2 separate regions of the Mus musculus genome follow, and region 2 is linked to region 1. A link is a contact called in public HiChIP or PLAC-seq data. All regions are on one chromosome and are shown on one strand. Each heading gives the region's core, a stretch centred on a gene start, on an enhancer-like site or on the middle of the called end of the contact. The rest is flanking DNA. Distances are from core to core; before and after follow the strand shown.

Region 1 (5,910 bases), core at 578-3,077:
TTGTCTGAAGGTGTTTTGTTTTATCATCCCACGCTGTGCAGAGAGGCTGCTGCACAATTTGTTTCTGTTGACATAGATTCTTCAACTCTATGATAAACTCTTGATGTGGTCTTAAGGAAGCTAGTGGTAAATTATATTCTAATTTGCCAAAGTCAGGATGGATCAGAAGAACCAGAGTATATCTCATGCTAATACTTAAGTAGTAGAAATTTTTACATTGTCGCTCATTAAATTCCAAAAACTCTGCAAGGTCTCTGTCGTCTCCTCCCATTGCATAGTTGAACACTCAGACTAAAATTCAGAATTCTGATTCCTGACTCATTCCAAAGATGAGTAGAAGCTCCAAGATTTGAACCTCTATCTCCCACCTCCTAGGGCACTCTTCAGTCCAGAAACACTTCCCTAGGGATCATCCGCATGTGTCAGAGGGTGAAAAGAGCTGGCCTAAAAGTCAAGAAGGGTGGGGAGATGGCCTAGTGTTTAAAGTGCTTGCTTTGCAAGGGTGAGGGCTGCAGTTCAGATCCCCAGAGCCCACAGAAATGCCATGTGATTCCACCCTTGCAAGATGGAGACGGTATCCCTGAGCAAGCTGGCTAGAGTAATTAGCTATCTCTGTGAGCTCTGGGTTAGATGTAGTGACTGTCTAAGATGGAAGAGTGACAAAGGTGATTCCAACCTCAGACCTCCACATGCTCTGCACATGCGTGCACACTCCCACATGTGTAATTACATACATACAAACACAAATACACACCAACATTCGAACATGGAAAATAAAAGGTCAAGAATATTCTACCAAAGTTTCCGGAACTACTTGATATAGTCTTTCCTTTTGTTTTATTTTGTTTAATGTGGGGTCTTACGTAGCCCACGCTGGCCTCCAGCTCTCCATCCTCCTGCCTCAGCCTGTTTCACAGGACAGTCTTGGTGGGTCTTTCTGCTGTACTGTGTACTGAAGCCGGGACTTGAGCATGCTCTGCCTGGGGCAACTCTTTCAGCCTAGACACTTCTAACAAAAGCACCTTGTCCGGCACGAGGGCTGGAAAAGGTGCGTCCTTGGGTTCCTATAGAGCAAACACAAACAGTTTTGACAAAATGGTGGGGACTAGTGATTCCAAAATTGGAATGATCTTTGGCAAAGCCAATTGAGTTCAAAAATAAATCTTAGTTTGCTTAAGATATCCTCAAATTAAGCATTTTCACTGAAAGTAAAAATTTAATTCAAAACATATGTCAGCGTAAAGCCAAACCCAGCAACTTAGGGTCATTAGCATACTTGGGAACTATTGGAATGCGTATTAAAATATTGCTCCTCTTTAAGGTTTAAAAAACGTATGTCTGAGACAAGGTCTTGCTTCGTAGCCTTAGGAGCTGGAACTTGCTATGTAGTCTGGGCTAAGCTCAAAGACTTAGAGATCCACCTGTTTCTGCCCCTGAATGCTGGGATTAAAAATGTGTGCCACCATACCTAGCTTTAAATTAAAAAAAAAAAGTCTTTGTAAAAATTGGCTCTTATGTGTAAGAATGTTTTGATATATATATGTATGTGTACCTTACACATACACTCTGGTGCCTCGTGCCCATAGAGGACAGAAGACGGTCAGGGAAGGAGTTACAGACAGTTGTGAACCTGCCATGTGGGTGCTGGGAATTGAATCCAGGTTCTCTAAAAGAGGAGCCAGTGCTCTTAATCACTAAACCACCTCTCTGTCCCCAGTTTATTTCTTCTTAAAGTTGTTAAACTAGGAAAGGATGAGGCACACCTTTGAACGTTGCATCCAGCACACTGCAGGCCTGGGCACTGGTAGAATTCCTTTACCTCTGTCTGCTCAAGGTGACAAAGTCTAGAGGTGACACCCAATCTCAATTATGCCCTCGGGTCACGTTCTCTCACCTGGGGGGTGGGGGGCATCAGGAGGTGACTCTACATGGGACAGTTGATGTCCTTGCTGGCCGTTTGTTCATCCCTCAGTCAAGATGGTCTAGGTCCTTTAGAAATATATTGAATCATAGGAAAAGGGTTTTTATGTTGTTGTTTGGTTGGTTTGGTTTTCCAGTGTTTATGCAAATTTACTCATTTTCCAGCTACCTGATCTTTTTGAAGTCCAGCGGAGCAAAGCAAGGGTGGGGACTCACAAGAGATCCTGCAACAGCACTTTCTGCTGGAGCCCCTGCTGATCTAATCATTTGCATGACTATGACTACTTCTCCAGAGACTCTAGAGAACCAAGGAGCCCGCAGAATATGCCTGTAGGAGATTGTTGTTTGCAGAGGATTGACTGTGCTTAAGGGTATTCGGCTGGAGACCCTTTAGTCTTACAGATCTCCGGACCTCCGGAGACTTCCAGCACACACCCACACAGGTGAGGAGGGGAGCTACCTCACCCGACTGATTGAGCTCTCCCAGAACTCCCAGTACTGAATAATGCTGTGGTCCAAGATTGTACACACCCTTAAGTTCTCAGAGAACCCAAAAGATTTGAACACGCTAAAATGTTTTGTGAGTTCTACCACTAAAATTGTAGGATCAGATTTAATAAGTATTTGTAGTTATCCAACCTAACGAGAGAGTAAAAACAGGCACACTGTTAGAGCTAGCAATTAGTAGACCCCAAAATCATCTACAGTGAGTTGAATGAGATTGGTCTCCACAGGCTCATGAATTTGAATACTTGGTCCCCAGTTGTTGGAACTATTTGAAAGATGAGGAGCTGTAGTTTTACTGGAGAAAGTGGGTCACTGGGAGTGAACTTTGGGATTTCAAAAGCCCATCATGCCATTCCTTGTGTGTCCCCCACCAACCCACCCCCAAGCCCATTCTCCCACCCTGGAGTCCCTCTGCTTCATGTGTTTAAACGCTGTGTAAGCTCTCAACTTTTGCTCCAGTGTCATGCTTGCCCTGATTGCTGCCATGCCTCCCACCATGATGGCCATGACTCTAGTCCTCTGGAACGGTGAGCCCCAATAAACTCTTTCTTCTATAAATTATCTTGATTATAGATAGTGTCTCTTCACAGCAATAGAAAAGTAACCAAGACATCATACATTTAGACTTTTTTTTTTTGTTTTTTGAGACAGGGTTTTTCTGTGTAGCCCTGGCTGTCCTGGAACTCTGTAGACCAGGCTGGCCTCGAACTCAGAAATCCACCTGCCTCTACATTTAGACTTTTTCTGTTTTAAAGATTTACTAAAATTGGATTAGCAAACATTGTGCTGGTAATGTATGCCGCTCAGTAGCACCATATTTCTTAGCATATTGAAGGCCCTGTGCCTGTATGCCTGTGTGTGTACTGCTGTGTCTGTCTGTGTGTGTGTGTGTGTCTGTATCAGTGTGCATGTGTTCACACATAGCCTCCTGGGTTTTAGGTCTGTCCTCTGTAGACCTAACCTTCAGCCCAATACTCCACTTGGGACTTGGTGGGAGGCAGGTTATCCTTTAATTATCTGTCACCTTTTTCATGCTCTGTTATGAAAACTAAATAAGGAAAAATAGAGTATTAAGCATACAGTATTGCTAAACAAAATACAGCACAGCCCCAGTGACAGTCATGTCTATGCTCATAGAAAGCAACTTATAGAGACATGTACAGTAATATATTTTTCCAGGTGTGGTGAAGTGTGCCTTTAGTCCTAGCACAGGGAAGGTACAGTCAAGTGGATCTCTGTGAGTTTGAGACCAGTCTGGTTTAAGACATAAGTGAGTTCCACACTAACCGGGGTCACATAGTGAGATGCTGCATAATAAATGAATAAAATAAAACCAAAAGTAAATGCATTAAAATAATAGATTTTAAATCTCTTTTAAATATTCCCATCCTTCAAACATGTATAAGGCAAAGAATAATTCAACTGGGAGGACTCAGTCTCTTATTGGTGTCCTGTAAACATTTTGCTCAAGTATTGATTCTCTTTGCATTTGAATCAATTTTAGATCTTTATAATAGCTAATCAAAAAACTAGTGGCCCTAAATTAACACAAGAACACAAATCACAGACATGGAGTACGTATTGAAGTCAGATAGCAGGTAATTCTTGTCTTTTAGTTCTTTGAGGTTATTGATCAAGCCCAATGTAATTTCTCTTTCCAAATGGAATTCCAGCTCTTATGTAGGAGTAAGGAAGTTACAACATCCTCTGGAATGGCCCATCAGGCCTTCCTGACTCGGTTAAGATGTCAATTGAAAAGAGGAAATGAAAATTAAATATTACAGCTGAGACACAGATGAGAAACTGGAGAAGCTGATCAGCCTGTATTTTGATTACCACAACATTTGTAAAGACTAGACAACTGACCTGCATCTGGGAATGACAGTTATTCTGGTAAAAAGGAAGGAAATGAGCGATCCCATGAACATTGTGATGTGGTTGAAATCTATCTGCGTCTAATCTAACGGTGCTCCAGCTATGTTGAAAATCTTGATCTGTTTTGAAGGTTCCAATTTGACAGAACTTTCTTCCCTGTCAGCACTCAGGAAAGTCTTTGAAGTGGATAAAACTTCTACAAAAGAAGGGAGAGGAAGCAATGCAGTGACTAGAACCCCAAACATCTTGTAGAATTCCCAATTTTCTTTTCTACAGACATAGTCTCCTTCCGGCGCGCACGCGCGCACACACACAAACACACACACACACACACACACACACACACACACACACGCATGCGTGCATGGCCTGGTGTCTGCAGAAGTTAGAAGACATCAGATTTCCAAGAGCTGGAGTTATAGATGGTTGTGAATCACCACTTGGGAACTGAACCCAGATAATCTGTAAGATAACAAGTGCTGTATACTAATGAACCAACTCTCCAGCCCCTGATATGCTCATTATAGGAGAGATTATCAGTGGATCCAAGACTGGAAGTTGGTCTCCAGTAATGCCAACCACATCCTTACTGTGGTGATTGTAGCAGGCAGAGCCTTTCCCTCCTCAAGCCTTGTCCTTTCTCCTCATAACTGATAGAGAGTGGGCCACAATTAAACTGACAGGAATGATCACATGTTCACTCTTCAGCTGAATTTCAGTGATCAATATGTTTACAGGAGGCTGAGTCACCCAATCATGCTGCCCCCTGATTCCTTCATAGTTTTACCAAATTTATTCATAAAACGTGGTTAATTACACTTGCCAATAATTATCATTGGCATTTATCGTTATTGGCTTATTCATCAGACAAAAGCCGACTAGGACTGGGATGTAGCTCAGTGGGAGATCACTTACCTGGGAGATGTAAAATCATCCGTTCTGAGGCTCTGGCTTGGTTTCCAGCATAACAAATAACAAATGAACAAACAAACTAATAATTCAGAACCCACTAATAATTCAGAATCCTAAGGAATGAATGCATCTCCCCTGCTTGACCTACAGTTTGGCTTTGTTATTGTAGGTTTGATACTGCTGTTGTTTGTTTCTGTTTTTCCCTTTCTTGCTTATTTAAGTCAGGGTTTCTTATTTAGTCTAGTCTGGACTGAATTAATAACCCTTCTGCTTCACCTTTCCAAGTGGTCGGTTTACAAGTGTGGACCACTGCATCCTGTGCTCTAACAGCGCACCAGGAAGAACTGCCTTCCTTTGCTGTGGTATTTGGAAATGTGCTCATCTTGATCATATTTGTCCCTAACACCTTAAAGTGAGTCCTGTCATTCATTTGTCTACCCACATACACAACACCCAGCTCTAATTCAGGGCAAAGAAAAAAAAAGAGCCTTAGTTCACAAAAAGAAAGAAAAGTGACATAGGTCATGAGGAAGAGCTGTCGGTTGCTTAGTGCAAACAATCAAAATAAACACCAGAAGAACTAATCAAGCATGGAAACCTAATTTTTAAAAATAAGAAACCAGGGGACTGGAGAGATGGTTCAGCAGTTAAAAGCACTAGCTGCTCTTGAAGAGATCCTGATTTCAATTCTCAGCA
Region 2 (6,236 bases), core at 255-2,754, 460 kb before region 1:
AGCATGCCCTCATCCCTTCTCCATGACCTCCCCGCCCAGTGGGGGCTCCGCCCACCGGGGGCCCCGCCCACATCAATCATCAAACAGAACAACACCCCTCCGGCTTGCCCACATCTTCTCCATGTGGTTCCTTCTTCTCAGATAACTCTAGTACAAACAAACAAACAAATAACAGCCGGAGAGTGCCTTATTAGACTACTAAGATTCCAGTTTGGCCTAATTGCCATTTCTTCTACATTGTTCGGCACAGGGCTGAAGACTTGGAAGACAACATTAAAAATATTTCCAACAGCTCTTAGTTTTCCAAGTCTCTTTGGATTTGGATAAACGGGTATGCACGAATAACAGAGAAAGCACTTAAGCTATTCACACTGTATGAGCTGCAGGAGTGTACTTCTGTACCTAAGGAAGATTCCATGCATAGCCCCCTGTGCCCTTGTGTATTCTAACCAACCCCGAGACAAACAAAAACAACAAACAAACCAGCCCCAAGGCCCAGGCTGGTTGGAGTTTTCATACAGCCTATACATCCTTCTAGTTCAACTAGGACCAAACACGCAAATGTCCTTGGCTGTGGATATCAGCGAGGCCCTCCAGGGCCTTGGGTCGGGCCTTTCTCTAATCAAGAAGATCTGAAAAGAACATCACATTCAGGCCACAGCATTTTTTTTTCTCATTGGTGGTTCCTCCCACCAGCTAGAGAAGACATTCAAAGGCTGCAAACTCTCCCAGTCATTGATTCTTAATAAATCATTTTATTTTTACAGAACTTTTCACCTTTTGTAGTTATTAAACCAGACTGGAGCATTTGGCTAGGAACTAATCCCCCCCTTACATAAAAAGGGGAGAATAAGAACTCCACGTTGAAATTGATACAGCTACCACAATGTAACTCCCAGGGCACTGTATTTTGTGCTTGAAAACTAAGTGAAACCCTACTTAAGACTCACCCTTTTCCTTAAATAACGAGGATTAACAGCCTTAACGAGGTAATAAATAATCAAGCCAACAGAACCCCACCCTGGAGCAAGCTCTGGGGTGGAACTTTCTTGTTTAAGTCAGGCTTGTGATCTGGGGAAAGTTGCTCGGGCCCTGTGGAAGGAGACAGGAACCTGACCAAAGAGATGACCCACTCTGAGCCCATCACTTGCCCACGGAGGAGCGGGAGAGCTGGGAGGAGGAGGGGAGGAGAAGTGGGAGGAGGGAGAGAAGGAGGAATAGAGAGGAGGAGGAGTCAGACAGGGAGGATCGAAGGGCCAGAGCCTGGTGTGGTGAGGAGCCTCGCCCTGCTCACCTGGGAAGGGCGCCATGCAGGGGCGGAGCCAGTCCCAGGTCACCTGGGCGGTGGCGGAACTGAGCAGTCCCGGGGCAGAGGCAGCGCGCCCCGCAATCGGCCTCACCTGCGTGGGGGGCGGGGCTGGCGCACCTGCGCGGGCGGGCGGGCTGGGGGCGGGGCCGGGGAGCAGCCGTCGAGCTGAGCAGGCGAGCGGAGGCGGGAGGCTCGCCGCTGATCCTGGGTTGAGAGTCGGCGGCCGCAGGCCCCGGCTGAGATCCCCGCCATGACCTGGAGCGCCACGGCGCGGGGCGCGCACCAGCCCGACAACACCGCCTTCACTCAGCAGCGCCTCCCCGCCTGGCAGCCGCTGCTGTCGGCGGGCATCGCGCTGCCGCTCTTCTTCTGCGCCGGCCTGGCGTTCATCGGCCTGGGCCTGGGCCTCTTCTACTCCTCCAACGGCATCAAGGAGCTGGAGTACGACTACACCGGCAACCCCGGCACCGGCGATTGCTCGGTGTGCGCCGCCAAGGGCCAGGGCCGCGCTCCGCCGCCCGGCTGCGCTTGCTCCTGGAGCTTTACGCTGCCCGAGCTCTTCCCGGGCCCCGTGTACCTCTACTACGAGCTGTCCAACTTCTACCAGAACAACCGGCGCTACGGCGTGTCCCGCGACGACGCGCAGCTCAGCGGCCTGGCCAGCGCGCTGCGCCACCCGGCCAACGAGTGCGCCCCCTACCAGTTCCGCTCCGACGGTCTGCCTATCGCACCGTGCGGCGCCATCGCCAACAGCCTCTTCAACGACTCCTTCTCGCTCTGGCACCAGCGCCAGCCCTCGGACCCCTTCGTCGAGGTGCCGCTCGATCGCACCGCCATCGCCTGGTGGACCGACTACCACGTCAAGTTCCGCAACCCGCCGCTGGTGAACGGCAGCCTGGCGCTGGCCTTCCGCGGCACGGCGCCGCCGCCCAACTGGCACCGGCCGGTTTATGAGCTCAGCCCGGATCCCAACAACACCGGCTTCATCAACCAGGACTTCGTGGTGTGGATGCGCACCGCGGCGCTGCCCACGTTCCGCAAGCTCTATGCGCGCATCCGCCAGGGCAACTACTCCGCCGGTCTGCCCCGGGGCACCTACCGTGTCAACATCACCTACAACTACCCGGTGCGCGCCTTCGGCGGCCACAAGCTCATCATTCTTAGCAACATCTCTTGGATGGGTGGCAAGAACCCTTTCCTGGGCATCGCCTACCTGGTCGTTGGCTCCCTCTGCATCGTCATGGGCTTTGTCATGCTGGTCGTCTACATTCGCTACCAGGACCAGGACGACGACGACAACGATGATGAGTGATCCTGCTTCCCAAGAAACCCTGCCTGCTTCTTGGCCAAGCCGCTTTTAGCGGTGGCCTTTGTTCCTAACACAACTTCAGGCCCACAGATCTGTTGTGGAAGATGGGCCTGGTGAAGGGAATTACCCGCCACGGGACTGTTCTCAGGTTCTGGACTGCAGAGTGACACATCTTGCCATTTTCCCCATCTTCTCCATGGCTTACCGACTTGACACGCCAGGTCCTTAAGATTCCTGGATTGGAACTCATTAAGACCAACAGCCAGGATCCCGATTTTGAGCCTAAACTTTTGTTCCTTCCTCTAGGCACACCTCCCTCCGCTTTCTGGGAGGGAGATATCAGATGGGGCGGGGAAGTGTTGGGATGGCAAATGATACCCGCTGATTGCCCGCAGAGGCACAGAGGAGCAGGGAAAGCATATTGGTTAAGATTTAAGTCGATGACGAGGCACCAGGCCCCTCAGGTTCTGACACAGTAAGGCCAGGATGAGCAAGCTTCTCTGGAATCCTTGTGCCCTTGAATTGGAATCTTGAGCCAGGTTGGGCCTGAAGTACTCACCTGAATTCAGTTTTACCTGTAATAATTTGTTCCCGTGAACGGTGGCAATCATAGTGCTCCTGTTTGGTCCTAAACACATAGGAAGGAAGCTGGCAATTTGTGGAATGAGCAAGAAAACTTGCTAGGTCTAGGAAAGTGCAGATCTGCAGGGCAGAAGTGCGTCATTAAATGTAAAAGCAAACTTAAGAAGACGCCGTGTAAAAATCTGAAAACGCAAGAGCAGTCTGCATGGCTCAGGGGCAAGTGTTTTAACCTGAGAAACCCGACTGCAAATGATCTTAGTGGGAAGCAGTTTCCTTGCAACCCTGAGGGACCGAGTTTTGCCTTCTTTCTCAACACCCCACCCCCACCTTGAATCATGCTGAAGGGAATAATTTAACTCATTTGTATTATCTTCACAAAGAACTATCTTAAACCCAGTTTCAACTCTCAAATGAAACCCATTTCTACTGATCACGTTAAAGATTGATAAGGAATATATTCTAATATGCAAAATAGACTCCCAATTATTTTAGCCTTTAAGACAATGCTAAAATTACTCAGCTGATTTTATCTGATTGCCTACAATTGATACAAAGCTAGTCTCAGAGGCAAGTGGGACATTTTTATTTTATTTTTATGGAACAATAATTTCAAAGAAAATTAAAAATAAAATTTCCCATGATGCTGTCTTCCAGGTTCCCTGAAGAAAAGTTCCTTGGCATTTGTCAGGGTCCTCTGGGCTGGCTCCCTAGTGCAGTCATTTTCTTGGTTATCAGTGAATTTTCATTCCTCAAGGGCAGCAGAGTTGTTGGAGTATGTTGTATGGCGGTCAAATGCTGAGTTACAGTGATTCTTTCCATCCATTCTATTATTCTGTCTTGGTTAATACTTATTTTTGGATGAATAGCGTGCCCGTCTAAGATAAAAAGTGACTTAATATAATCTTGTCTCATCTTTATGTATATCAAAACATTCTTTAGCATTTCCACCGTGTTGATTGTCTGACTTCTGAATGTGATAAAATTTAATATCAGGTCACATTTTGTGATTTTTGACTATGAAAAGCAGAATGTGGCGTGTACTTTAGAATGTTTTATTTATTATAAATGCTTGGTTGATCAGCCCTCCCCTGTGTCAGGTAAAGGAATTTGCTTCCTTTTTTTCCCTATACAGTTGAGGGTAACTATATTTTACTATCATTTTGTAGAACAGTAGTCTTTTGTTACTAACTTTTATGTGAGACCATGAAACTTAAAATCCTGTCATTAAATTGTAGTTCCAGGCCTTGTTTTCAAGGTTTTTGAAAGAGAATAAAGGTTGTGTTTGACTTTCTCTGTTATCACATTACTTAGTTCTTTTGAACTATGATCTTAAAGGCACAAACAGTACCAGCCATTCGCCTCCTATTGCCAGCACATTCATATTGTAGCCAGAGCATCACCGTTCAGAATGGTGTCCAGTCAACACGAACTCCGTCTTTTATTGCTAACTTCTTAAAACAGAATTTGAACTTACGTCAACATCCTGTGTTTGGGTGACATGATCCTCAATTATTGTCTGAATTTGATAAATGACAGTGTGTTTTCAATTTTAGTATGAAAGGTTATTAAAGAATATGATCATAGCAGCCTGCCGCTCTGCATTTCACTCAGACTGTAAATTACAACTACCTGTCAGTATCTGAGACCCCGATGAACAGGAAGTTTAAGACGACAGTGTCAGGCCTTTGCTTCAGTGGCCCCTGTGCTGTGGAGCATTTTTGTCCAGTATCATGATTCTGGTTAGTCCTATCCTCCTGTTTCCCAACTGAAGGGATGTCTTCTAGGAGTGAGACAGAGTGGACCTCAGCAGCTGGACTAGAAAACAACTTTGAGCCACTTTGTGAAGTAAAGGACATGTATTCAGTGAAAAGCCCACCTCCAACAAAACAAAACAAAACAAAACAAAACAAAAAACAGAAAAAAACAAAACAAAAAACAAAAACCACCAAGCTGAGGTTTCTAGTATCTCTTCAACTGAAGTGGCTCAACAGTTAGGCAACTGTTAAAACAACCAAGGACAGACTTTGCTTTGTGTTACTCAGTAAGCTACAACTAAAACTCCTTCTGACACACCAAGGAGCTGATGGTGAGTCTCAGTGTTACAAACCATCAGTCACTATCAATAAAATTCTTTTTTTAGTTTGCACTGGATATTCACTGCAACCTACATTTTTGCTATAGATTAAACAGAGCTGGTTAATTTTAGTTGGCAATTAAAAAAAAAAATTTCCCCCCGGGGAGAATTTCTCTTAATTCTCTCTCCAACAAACTGAAGAGTCACTTAAAGGACCCTACCAAATAGGACTGGAACTCATTAAAGGCCTAAAGAGATCTCTCGAGATAGCTTCACTTTGCAGAGAACTGGCTAAGTTGTTTAGCTGTTGTTCAGTTGCTGATGTGGCAAAAAAGCACCTTCCATAAGTTTCCCCAATAAAGACAGCACTACCTTTGGGAAAACTACCCGCATTGCTGTGTCACCTTGTATGAAGGCAGCCATCATTAGTCTTGCTGGTAAGATCTCTAGAGCATATCAGCCTTCCTTCAGCTAACATACCTGCAGGCTAAGCTTGCATGACACAGAGAAAACCGGGCAGTGAGACCAAATGCAGACAGGCAGGGAAAGATGAAAAGGAAATGCGCGCCAGACATATTCCTAGGCTGGCAGGGTACCCAGAGGGCAAGGGGTCGGCTGCAAGGGAAACTGTGAGAGAGGCAGGGTTGGCTCAGCCACAGAATCCCCTAACGAGGGGGATTGGGGGAGATGCAATGAGTGAAGAGTGGCTCACCCCCTTCCGCTCCCCTTAGCTTGTTTTGTTGATCAAGTTGAGTGCAGTATACCTTTTATTGCAAGCTAAGGTATTGCCATCAGGAGCCCCTCCACAGTGCCTCCTCACCAAGCTCCCACAGTAGATGACACGTTAAATCGCCAGTGAAAACTGTAAGCCATGTGTCCTTAATAGAAGTTGCTTTATTTTTCTAAACGGGCTTTGTTGCAGAAGCCTAAGGTGCTTCACACTGTGTGGTCTCATTATTAGC

Evidence for each region. HiChIP or PLAC-seq counts read pairs in DNA pulled down with a chosen protein or histone mark.
Region 2: a contact with region 1 is called in an H3K27ac HiChIP or PLAC-seq map of embryonic stem cells, with 12 read pairs. The contact joins the promoter of Tmem30b here to the enhancer-like site in region 1. A contact is called at or near these places in 3 of 39 promoter capture datasets (cranial neural crest, hippocampal neurons and liver), 1 of 15 datasets of contacts at CTCF or cohesin (the NIH/3T3 cell line) and 10 of 115 datasets of contacts at active chromatin or transcription factors (the NIH/3T3 cell line, craniofacial prominence, embryonic basal ganglia and 3 more).

The regions. Positions count from the first base shown.
Region 1 is chr12:73,082,363-73,088,272 of GRCm38.p6, reverse strand. No RefSeq gene overlaps it. Among named protein-coding and RNA genes, the nearest start is that of Six4, 28 kb to the left of the region's middle. Within about 2 kb of position 1,827, at least 13 of the 459 cell types and tissues checked have an H3K27ac peak or open chromatin away from gene starts, as enhancers often do. A contact at or near this core is called in embryonic stem cells, where this site is marked.
Region 2 is chr12:73,541,663-73,547,898 of GRCm38.p6, reverse strand. Tmem30b (transmembrane protein 30B) reads left to right here and starts at 1,504. Exons shown (of 1, transcript NM_178715.3): 1 at 1,504-4,785. The coding sequence starts at 1,560. The coding sequence ends at 2,621.